Regions from separate parts of the Danio rerio genome. Here region 1 is linked to region 2. The links are chromatin contacts, called in public Micro-C maps. All regions are on one chromosome and are shown on one strand. The core of a region is the stretch at or near the end of the contact, and the rest is flanking DNA. Distances in the headings are between cores, read along the strand shown. Region 1 overlaps abr (ABR activator of RhoGEF and GTPase). Region 2 overlaps abr (ABR activator of RhoGEF and GTPase).

Evidence for each region. A called contact is a pair of places that touch in the nucleus more often than the background predicts.
Region 1: a contact with region 2 is called in a Micro-C map of caudal fin, with 4 times the contacts expected there. The contact joins two enhancer-like sites. A contact is called at or near these places in 3 of 18 Hi-C or Micro-C datasets (caudal fin, skeletal muscle and an unstated tissue).

Annotation. Positions count from the first base shown.
Region 1 is chr5:68,460,712-68,465,995 of GRCz12tu, reverse strand. It overlaps abr (ABR activator of RhoGEF and GTPase), which reads right to left. Exons shown (of 23, transcript NM_001368694.1): 12 at 3,650-3,725; 13 at 1,617-1,721. Among named protein-coding and RNA genes, the nearest start is that of abr, 170 kb to the right of the region's middle. Within about 2 kb of position 3,550, at least 3 of the 62 cell types and tissues checked have an H3K27ac peak or open chromatin away from gene starts, as enhancers often do.
Region 2 is chr5:68,330,068-68,335,445 of GRCz12tu, reverse strand. The region is part of intron 1 of abr (ABR activator of RhoGEF and GTPase); the gene reads right to left. Among named protein-coding and RNA genes, the nearest start is that of abr, 39 kb to the right of the region's middle. Within about 2 kb of position 3,510, at least 20 of the 62 cell types and tissues checked have an H3K27ac peak or open chromatin away from gene starts, as enhancers often do.

The sequences.
Region 1 (5,284 bases), core at 2,301-4,800, 130 kb before region 2:
AAAGAAACTGGGGTATAGTGAGTTTAAACAAAAACTACTGTGACGAGGAGCTGAAGGCATTTAACTGGAAACAGAAGGGAAAGGAACAGGAGTAAAGACGATAGACTGTACAGTTTGTAGTCAGAGGAAGACAAATGACAAACAGTTAAAGGCAAAATTGATAGATTTCCTGTGAATTTTTTAATACAAAGAAGATTTTTCCCAAGTCATGATTTAACAGATTCAACAGAAATGTTCACAGTATTCAACAATATTTCTTTCTTCTAGAGAAAGTCTCATTTCTTTTAGTTTGGCTGAAATAAAAGCAGCTTTTGAGTTTTTAAAATCAATTTTTAAGGTTGATAGTAATTGTGATTGAAAAGTGGTTTGAAAAGTGATTGCAAATAAATCATAATCTAATCATGACAAACTATATATCATTGGAAAGGTCTAACTCTTCTAAAAACATATTTTACTGTTGTTTTTTATTATTAATAAGGAAGAGTAATAGATCAAAATTAATTTACTCTCACCCTTTAACCTGTTTATAACCATTTGCAGTTACATATTTAAATTAAACTATAATATTATAGTCTAAACAAAGCAATTATGACAGGCTATATATCATATTAAAGCTTAAAATGTCTAGGTTCCATATCTGGTGACAAATTTCTGATAGATATTTACTGAGCAACAATTATTAACTTGTGATAAGCATACTCTTAATCATTACTTTTCTACAGCAATCCGCATTTACAATTTAAAAAGTATATATTTAAGAGGCAAAATTCAAATGAAATACCACCAAGCTGCCCATACTACTTTAGAATTGTATGCATACTTTACACAAATTGTCAAAAGTATATATATAAAAAATATATATATGGTTCATGTTTTTCAAAACATACATAGAAATAGACCATCTGGTGGTCATGTTTGGTACTGCAGCCAAACAAAATTTTACTGAAAGCTCGTTTTGTAAGATACTAACTTTATATTTGGAATATAAATTATTTAGATATTTAGCTTTGATTGTCTCTGACATTTGGGCTAAAACTTATTTTCTAAAATACTTACTTCATGTAATTTTTAAACAATAAATGTATTGTTTTATTTTTCCATAACCTTTTAATTTTTCTAACTTCTTAAACTTAGCTTCACTTTAGCTACAATAAGACAAGTGTCTTCTTTAAAATGAGACCTAGGGTAAATTTATGCACCAAAAGTTTGAAGACTGGCAATTATTTAAATCGAACATGTCGTTTTCATGTCTATGGTGACAGTTAGGATCTATTTTTCCCAAATGGCCACAGAACAAACACCTTGACTTGCATAAATAAACTAACCTAACTAGTTAACCAAAAAAGTTAAGCTTAAAGTTAAGCCTTTAAGTTGTACTTTAAATTGAACACTAGTATCTTGCGAAATACTTAAAAAAAAATATATGATGTGCTGTTAAGCTTGACAAAGATAAAAGAAATGAATTATTGAAACTATTATGTTTATTATGTTTAAAAATGTGTTGAAAAAATTCTGAAAAAATTGATATCACTGCTACTCTGTACTACAGTAACTTCTGTCAAAAGCACTACATCAGTAATCAGAGAGCTGTTCCAGTAAACATATGTGTCTCTTACCATCTTTGTTGCTGGTGACGGGGATGTTGTGAACAGTTCTGAGTTTAAAACATGAGCCGGTTAACACTTGCAGCTCTACTGAACTCAACACACATGCCTGCAGGTCTGAAACACACAAACACACACTATGAACTAAACACAGCTGTGATATTATCATTTTAGTGACACTGCTATGCTTTTTGAAAAAAAAAAAACTTTTATTACCTTTTTACTTCTTTTCTTACTATAAAATCAAGAAGCGTTTTCTAGACTAGCAAAAAATATTGTCTTGTTTTAGGAATTACACAAAAATTTGTGATTTTTTTCTTAAGACAAGCAAAATAATCTATTATCAAAAGGAAAAACAACATTATTTTGCTTACCCCACTAGCAGATTATTTTGCTTGTCTTAACCCTTTGACTGCCTGCTCTACCAAATGCTTGACCATATTTCGTCTGTTTTAAATACTGTTAAATTCATTTAAAGAATGACTGTTATATAATGGTTTACACGCACAGCATTGTTGGCTTACAAAAAAAAAAAATTTAAAAATCAAACAAAAATGATGGTGTTGCACTACTACACTTGATTTGGGTTTTATTGTAAAAAAAATATAATAATAAATAACAAGAAAAAAACAAGAAAACATGTTAAATGAGAATCTAAAATATTTTATGGCATACTTGAAAATGTTTTTTTTTTTATATATATTTAAGAAAACAAAAATGGTCTTACACTTCATATTTTCAGATTTTTTATAGTAAATGTATTAATTCCGGTACATTTACCATAAACTGACACATCAACCATTTGGTCAATATTTTAGAAACTATGGGATGTGTTGAAAAACAAAATGTATTGTGTGTGATAACTAGTGGCATTAGCAGTTAAGAAATGCAATCAAATTTTTTATTGGTGGGGAAGTTAAATGGTTATGGAAAAACTCATTCATTCATTTTCTTGTCGGCTTAGTCACTTTATTAATCTGGGGTCACCACAGCGGAATGAACCGCTAACTTATCCAGCAAGTTTTTACGCAGCAGATGCCCTTCCAGCCGCAACCTATCTCTGGGAAACATCCACACACACATTCACACACACACTCATACACTACAGACAATTAAGCCTACCCAATTCACCTGTACCGCACGTCTTTGGACTGTAAGGGAAACCGAAGAACCCGGAGGAAACCCACGCGAAGGCAGGGGGAACATGCAAACTCCACACAGAAACGCCAACTGAGCAGAGGTTCGAACCAGTGACCTTCTTGCTGTGAGGTGACAGCACTACCTACTGCGCCACTGCCTCGCCCGGAAAAACTCATTTTGGCATATTATTTCTCAAAACAAGAATTTTTTATTATTGTCTAAAAAAAAGCTTCTTGATTTAAGAATTTGTGGATAGAAACCAGACAAAAACAATAAGTAGGATTTTTCTTTTTCTTATCTTTTCTTTCTTTTTTTTTTTTTTGCAGTGTAGCAGTTGTGGAAAGTTTTAAAGATTAAAGTGCATAATAAATAGATTTTTTTTCCCAAAAAAAGCTTATTTGCTTCTCCAACTTTCTGGTTTAATTCTTGACCACAACCAATAACTAAGACGTTTAGCTCAATAAAGTACTATTTTGCTACTTATTATTAATTAGTAAAGTAGTAGAGGTTTAGGTATTGGGTTGGATTAGGGATGTAGAATAAAAATATACTTAATAAATAAAACAATATCTTAATAAACTGGTAATAACCCAGTAGTAAAAAGTGGCACTTAAATTAAAGTGCAAACAAAATTCACAAATAAATTAATATTACCTAAGATTTCAGCACTGCATTTTCAGTAGTGTGATGCTCTTTGATATACTCATAGAATTATTCAATATTACATTTTGCAAATAATAATAGAAAACAATAATAATCCTGCAAAACAAGGCCCTCTAGTGGAGACCTATAGATTTAAACACTGAGCAGTACTGGAGTGGCTTATGGATTGTGTCATTTTGTAATGATAATGTGCCGCTGTAGTGGAGAACAATTCTGTATTTAAATAGGACAAGTAATCTAACCTTTCTTCTGCAGTTTCTGAATGCTTTCCCTCCATTCCGACCTCTCATAATCTGAGGACAGCAGGAACAGGTAGCTCTGAACAGAGCGAGGAGAGAGAGAGAGAGAGAAAAACAGTGAGTTTAAGAATAACAATGTCTCCCTCTATTGGTAAGCCATGAACAACAAAAGTACAACCATAAAGTAAGATAATTCATTTTTTCTTTTCCTTTTTATCATTCATTCATTCATTCATCTATTTATTTATTACCCTCAATCTTTTTTGTTTTGTTGTTTCTATTTGTGCACTTTTGTAACACCAACTCTATATCGGTGTCTCATTTCAGAGGCTGCATCTTCTGAAGGATGCATTTGAAGGGCACTGCGTCATGACAAAGGCTGTCTCATATCAAAAAAATTGAAAGCTCCTTCAAATCCAGCCTCAAAATGTGTCCTTAGTTTCCCAGGTAATGGGTGATTACAACCGGTGGGTCCTTTGCAGCCTTGAACATCCCAAGATTCATTGTGCACTGTTAACAGCAGGACGTTTTTAAAAGAAAACTCCGGATTAAATGTATAAATTAGGTTTCATTTAGCTTGGATATTTAAACACATGTTAAAACGCAAAAAATGTATGACATGTTTTATTAAAAGGTGATTTTATAGACTGTTTACATTTTTATGTGTACATGTATGGATCAAAGGAAATATATTTTCAGCTTTTGTAAATCTTGCTTTGCCTTCAGATCATTTAAAATTTTAAAGATCAATACAAATTTTATTACAGCTTATTAACGGCAGCTAGGTGACGAGATCTGTTTCTGTAGACTAGATCATCTCATTTCATAACACTCAGCTTGTGTGGATTTCGAAGGACTCACCTTTGAAGTCTGAAATGAGACGCAGCTTATATTTATTGGATTTTTGAATATGCAATTATGGCTAATTTTATTGTTAATAATATTAATAATAATAATATTAATACATTCATCAATTTTCTTTTTGTCTTGGTCCCTTTATTAATCTGTGGTCGCCACAGCGGAATGAACGGGATGCCTTTTCAGCTGCAATCCATCACTGGGGAAAAAAATTATAAATAAATAAAAAACATAAATAATAATAATAATAATAATAATAATAATAATAAATAATAATAACAATAAAGTAAGATATAGTTCACACAAAAAATGAAAATCGGATGTTAATTCACTCATTCTGAGCTCGTTCAGGGCATTGGTGGCCTTTTCTTCAGAAGAACATGAACATTTTTTTAACTAAATTTGTAACAGTTGGCATTGGTGACTCATAAAATGCTTTAAGTTTGAAAATAACAATGTATACTATGACACATTGTATTAAATTGGGACTTTGTTATGTGAACCAATAAGTCTGTGTACGAAACTGAACATTATTTACAGCGTTATTACCTATAATCCACAGCCTTGGCAATTTGGAGTGTGTTTCCTGCAGCATAATGAGAGATGCAAACTTTAGCTAGCACTGTTTATGTACTGAGGGGGTAGGAGAGATGATGTATTGCTCATCAAAATGAACCAAACTTATCTTGCATATTGCAACCTTTAAAATAAAGTAAGATTAAGTTTGTGTATATATGCTCCAGACTGATGCAAATGTGTTCAGGGGCATTTGCAGAGGCT
Region 2 (5,378 bases), core at 2,261-4,760:
TTTTGCAAAAAATACCTTAGCATTATAGCCCCAGCCTTGTGCTGTCCCGTCATTTTTCTGACAAGTGCTTCTGGAATCTACACAAGCTTACAACAGGGATTCGCCGGCCATTTGTTAAAGAAAGGATCAGAAAAGACTATTGATGTATGGGATTTTATCTGAGCTTGACAGGAACTTTTCAGTACACAGTTCATGGATCAGTTTCTTTTTCCATTTCACAAGGTGTAAGTAACTTAAGTGTGAATAAAAATGGTTGCTTTCTCTAGCTTGCAAAATATGTATTTAATTGTGTTACTTGTAAACACTACAGTTAATTATATCTGGTTAACTCTTTATATTCTCATATTGCGTCTAAAACCAAGCTAAAAACGAGACGCGTGCCACTTTCCTTACAGATTTAAACGTGTTTGTGAGCCCATGATCCTCTGCCATTTGTCTTTGCTATGGCCACAATCAGCTGTTCCTACACATGTGCGGCGATCAAGTTTTAAATTAGTTCAGCTTTTGCCACTTTGTGGATTAATACTGAATGTGTGTCACGGTTACCAATAGAGCAATATGCAGGTGTTTAACTGCATTGCTTTAATGCACTCCTGCATTGGACTCACACACACACTCTGCACTCTGACTACTTCAACAATGTTGATAAGCCGTGGTTGGCATTTCTCTCTGTCTTGCGCTGAACACAGTGGACCAATCACAGTGGACAGTAGATCACTCAGAACACCCCAGCAACCCCAGATGAACACATTCATTCAAATGAGTCTCTACACAGCTCCTACATTAGACATCCTCCACAGGGATTTGGGGCCATGTGTGTATTAGGGATAACTAACATAAATAATATTTGAATATGCATCAGTACATTGCTTAATGCATCAGTTGAAAGGATGCGAAACTACAACCGTTAACCCTAGGGGATGAGCGAAAACACTACACTCTGGAGAAAAGGAGATGGAGAAACATGTTGGATTGGTTCAAAGACGTGATGAACGGATGAAAGGAGAAGGAGAAGACTCCACCGAGCAGATGGGCCAAGTCAAATCTCTCTCCGTTTCTCCTGTGAAAGCTATTCTGACTGGCCCTGGAGAGGCTGATGGTGCTTATGTGGAGCTCATGCTGAGAGATTTGCACAAGAATGCCAATCTCATACCTGCACACTCCAAACACCACGATCATGCTTTAAATGAAGGGTGTGCATGTTTCTTTGATGCAATGTGCTTTTTTTCCTCAATTAAAAAAAGGGGAATTGGGGTGTGGATTAGTGGAGGCGATCGGTAAGTGAAAGGGGGGGTTTGGGGATGGAGGCGATCGGCTTCCTGTGGTTTGTCTGCCCTGTATAGAAGTTTGTTATCCACTTAATTGTATACAAAGTCTTAGGAGCAAAAACAGAAATATAAGAAGATTGTAAACCAAGATTAGAAAGGTAAAGGCTAGCCAAGCAGCATCCTTAAGAAAGTTCCAGAAAGTGGACCATGTGTCAAAACACATTTATTTTTATTTTTTTTGTAAATCAAGTAGTTTTTCCAGTGGTACAGTATGTGTTGTTGCCTGGCTTAACCACATGTGGACTGATGTTGCAATATGCTTGTTCATGTGTCCATCATTTCATATACCTCAAAAGAAGAAGGTTTTTTTTTTTTTTTAGAAATATGCATTTTCAGAACAGGTTTAAGTTGAAATATTTCCAAGTGTATTATCCAAATATGTCTAACAGCGTGAAACTTAATGTGCTGTGACGTTCAATCATGTGCTGAGAGAGTGTGTTTTTCTGCAATGTCACAAAGCATCAATCCATCACCGGTTTTTAGTCTGAGCGGTTCCAGAAATCAGGTAAGACAAAAACGGAATGCAAAAAATAAAGTGAACAAGATCATAACAGGGTGAGAATGTGGTAAAATCCGAGAACGTGTTAAAATCAGACGAGGCCTTTTTTTTTGGATGGCTTTTGTAAATTAGTTAGTTGTTGTTAGTTGGTTAAGGGAAGTAAACGGGTGGGCGGGTCAATTGGTAAAATTGGTTGAGTTTAGGGAAGGAGAAGGGTGGGTCAGTCGATTGGCCGGTCGCACAGTCAATCATTTAGACAGACGGTTGGAGGCTAGTGGCCTCTGGTGGGTTTACACGAGAACATTGTGGGCGCGAACGGCACTCGTGAGACAAATTTAAGATACGAAAGAAAAGCACAAAACAGTCTCTCGTTGATTGGCTAAAACAAAAAACTGCAAAAATATGTACCTCCCAGGATGCATTTCACGGTCCCCAGAAACGTCCACCTTTACAATTTTATACAATAATTTTATAGGGGCTTATAATTCTGATTTCTGTTTCTTGATCTGTTCTGAATAATTTATGTCTGGTGTTTCAGCGATAGCGAAGCTGAATATTCAGCATCATTACTCTAGTGTTCAGTGTCACGTGATCCTTCAGAAATCCTTTGAAATTGCTTCTCTGTAATCATTTATTAATATTAAAACTTTAGCTTTTTAACAAAAAATTGTCACATAAAAGTTATATTACAAAAAAGATGCATCTTTTAAATGTTTGACTTTTAATCAACAGAAAGACAAAAAACTAATTAAATTCGCAACAATTTACAACTATTTTTTAAAATAATAAAAAATTATAACAATAAAAAACATCAACAACAACAAATAATACACAAGATAAAATACATAATAATAATAATAATAATAATAAATAATAATATAATAATAATAATGATATAATAATAATAATAATAATAAATAGTAATATAATAATAATAGTAATGATAATTATAAAATAATAAAAAATAATATAATAATAATAATAATAATAATAATAATAATAATAATAATAATAGTAATAGTAATAATAATAATAATAATAATAATAATAATAAATAATAATAATAATAACAATAATACAAACATTTAAAAAGTTTTTTAGGTTTACTTTTGATAAAAAAGTAAAAATTTAAAAGAATAAACATTTTGTAATATTTAAAGTCTCTGCTTTATTGAATTGAACTGAACTGTAAGAAAGAAAGAAAGAAAGAAAGAAAGAAAGAAAGAAAGAAAGAAAGAAAGAAAGAAACAAACAAACAAACAAACAAACAAACAAACAAACAAACAAAGAGAAAAGAATGACAATTATCAGCTAACCATCACTGACCACTGCTGCATCCCACTTAACCAAAACATAGCTACTAATATCTGAGTAGCTCTAATTAAAAATGATCCACAGCTACAAACATTTTAATACACGTATCATGCTCCTTCATTAACACACCTTAATGAATCCCTCTGAACTACAAAGCACTGCTTACTTCACAAGACACATCTCACCCCATCAGGATATAACAATGAAATCAATGTTTACAAGCCCACCCTACATAACACTGATAAAGATGCCAATTAACTGAGAGAGAGAGAGAGAGAGAGAGAGAGAGACACAGGGATTATGAACTTCATGCCTCACGCCTTGGGCAACAAGGAACCCCAATAAAAAGGCAGCCCTCGGCCCCCAAAAACCATCCCCCACACACATACACACACACACATGCACAATCACTCGGGGCAGGGGTTGTGATAAGCCAGACTGAACAACTTCAATTAGGACACAAAGGATCCCCCCCTCACAGCAAGCTGCCGGCACTAAACCCAACACAAAGAGCACTATCCACACACACACACACACACACACACACACACACACACACACACACACACACACACACACACACACACACACACACACAAACAAACACTAGGGCTGGACAAACAAAAAATGTATTATTTTATTGAGTTTTTAAAGTGGTCGGTTCAATATTAATATTCGAAAATTGCGTATTAAAATTTTCAGTTCTATATTCAGTATTTTGGGGGTTTTGAAAGTGTGTAACGCACTAGAGTACATCAAAGGAAATGTGGTAGGGCTGAGCAATCTATAATGTCAACTGACATCGATTTCTCTGTACAGTTTATTTGCAAACATCCATGCAGACAGCCATATAATGACATCTGATGAGTCATTAAAATGTGAAAGAGACTGACAGGCGTCTTTCTTCAGTGCAAGCACCAGAAGCTCCTGAAATGCACATCTTGCTGAGTATTCATGTAAACAAACCATCACAGTCGTGTCTAAGTTTAATTAATTAATTAATTAATTAAATTTTTTCATGTACATCTTAAAGTGACAGCACAGCAGCTTAAGTGTATATACTGTATTAGAGCTGCAGGATATTGGAAAAAACTGACATTGCAATATTTCGTTTTTCTGTGATATATTGCGATATGAATATAACTTCAAAGTCAAAATCAAAGATGACTCTATTTGGGAAAAAAATCATGATTTTATTTTGATTGGGATGATTTGTAGGGAAGTGTATAACTGCATTCAGATGTCCAAAATAATATTTTACACACACACACACACACACACACACACACACACACACACACACACACACACACACACACACACACACACACACACACACACACACACACATATATATATATATAAAATCAATAGCATTTATAAAAAACTTATATAATCACTGAATTAAATCAAGAACTGAATCAAATCAAATGCCCTGAAATCCATTTAATATGAACAAACATACAAACAAAAAACAAACAAAAAAACAAATAAATGAATGAATAAAACCACAAGCCACACACACAAAAAAATCTAAATGGCTATATCGACAAAACAAAAAACAACAGACCATCCCATAAATAACAAAAAAGTCAAACAAAAACACAACAAAAAATGTTAACACAAACAGAAAACAAAAAAACAAACATTAAGCAAGCAACTAAAACAGGACATCAGAAACAATAAAATATAGGCCACGATAGAACTAAACAAAACTAACAAAACTAAAACAAACAAACCAACAACCAAAAATGCAACACCAAAAACTAACACAAGGGGAAAAAAAATTATATATATATATATATATATATATATATATATATAATTTTTAAGACAAAAATACATACAGTTTGCGTATGAATCTGTGATGTTGAGCATTTCAGATCACCTGCTTAAACACTTATAATGCGCATATACTCATAAACATGCAGTCTAATGTCTCGCCAGAGGTCGATTGAAGTCAGACCCTCAGAAAACACCCTAAAGACCGCCTATTAAAGCTCTGTCTCTTGCCAAGTCTGTGTTCATGTGGGCATGTAAACGTGTGCGCTTCACGCGAGCACAAAGCCATCTCTGCTCCATCCACTTGTGTTGGCCCATGAGACTATTAAAAGTGACAGAACCTTAAAACAAAGGCAGAATAATATAGGTCAAACACTCAGAAAAAACACAGGCAGAAGTCCTTATGTGTGTGTGTTTGTGTGCTTACATGTGTGTAAGGCAGAGATAAGTAGCAG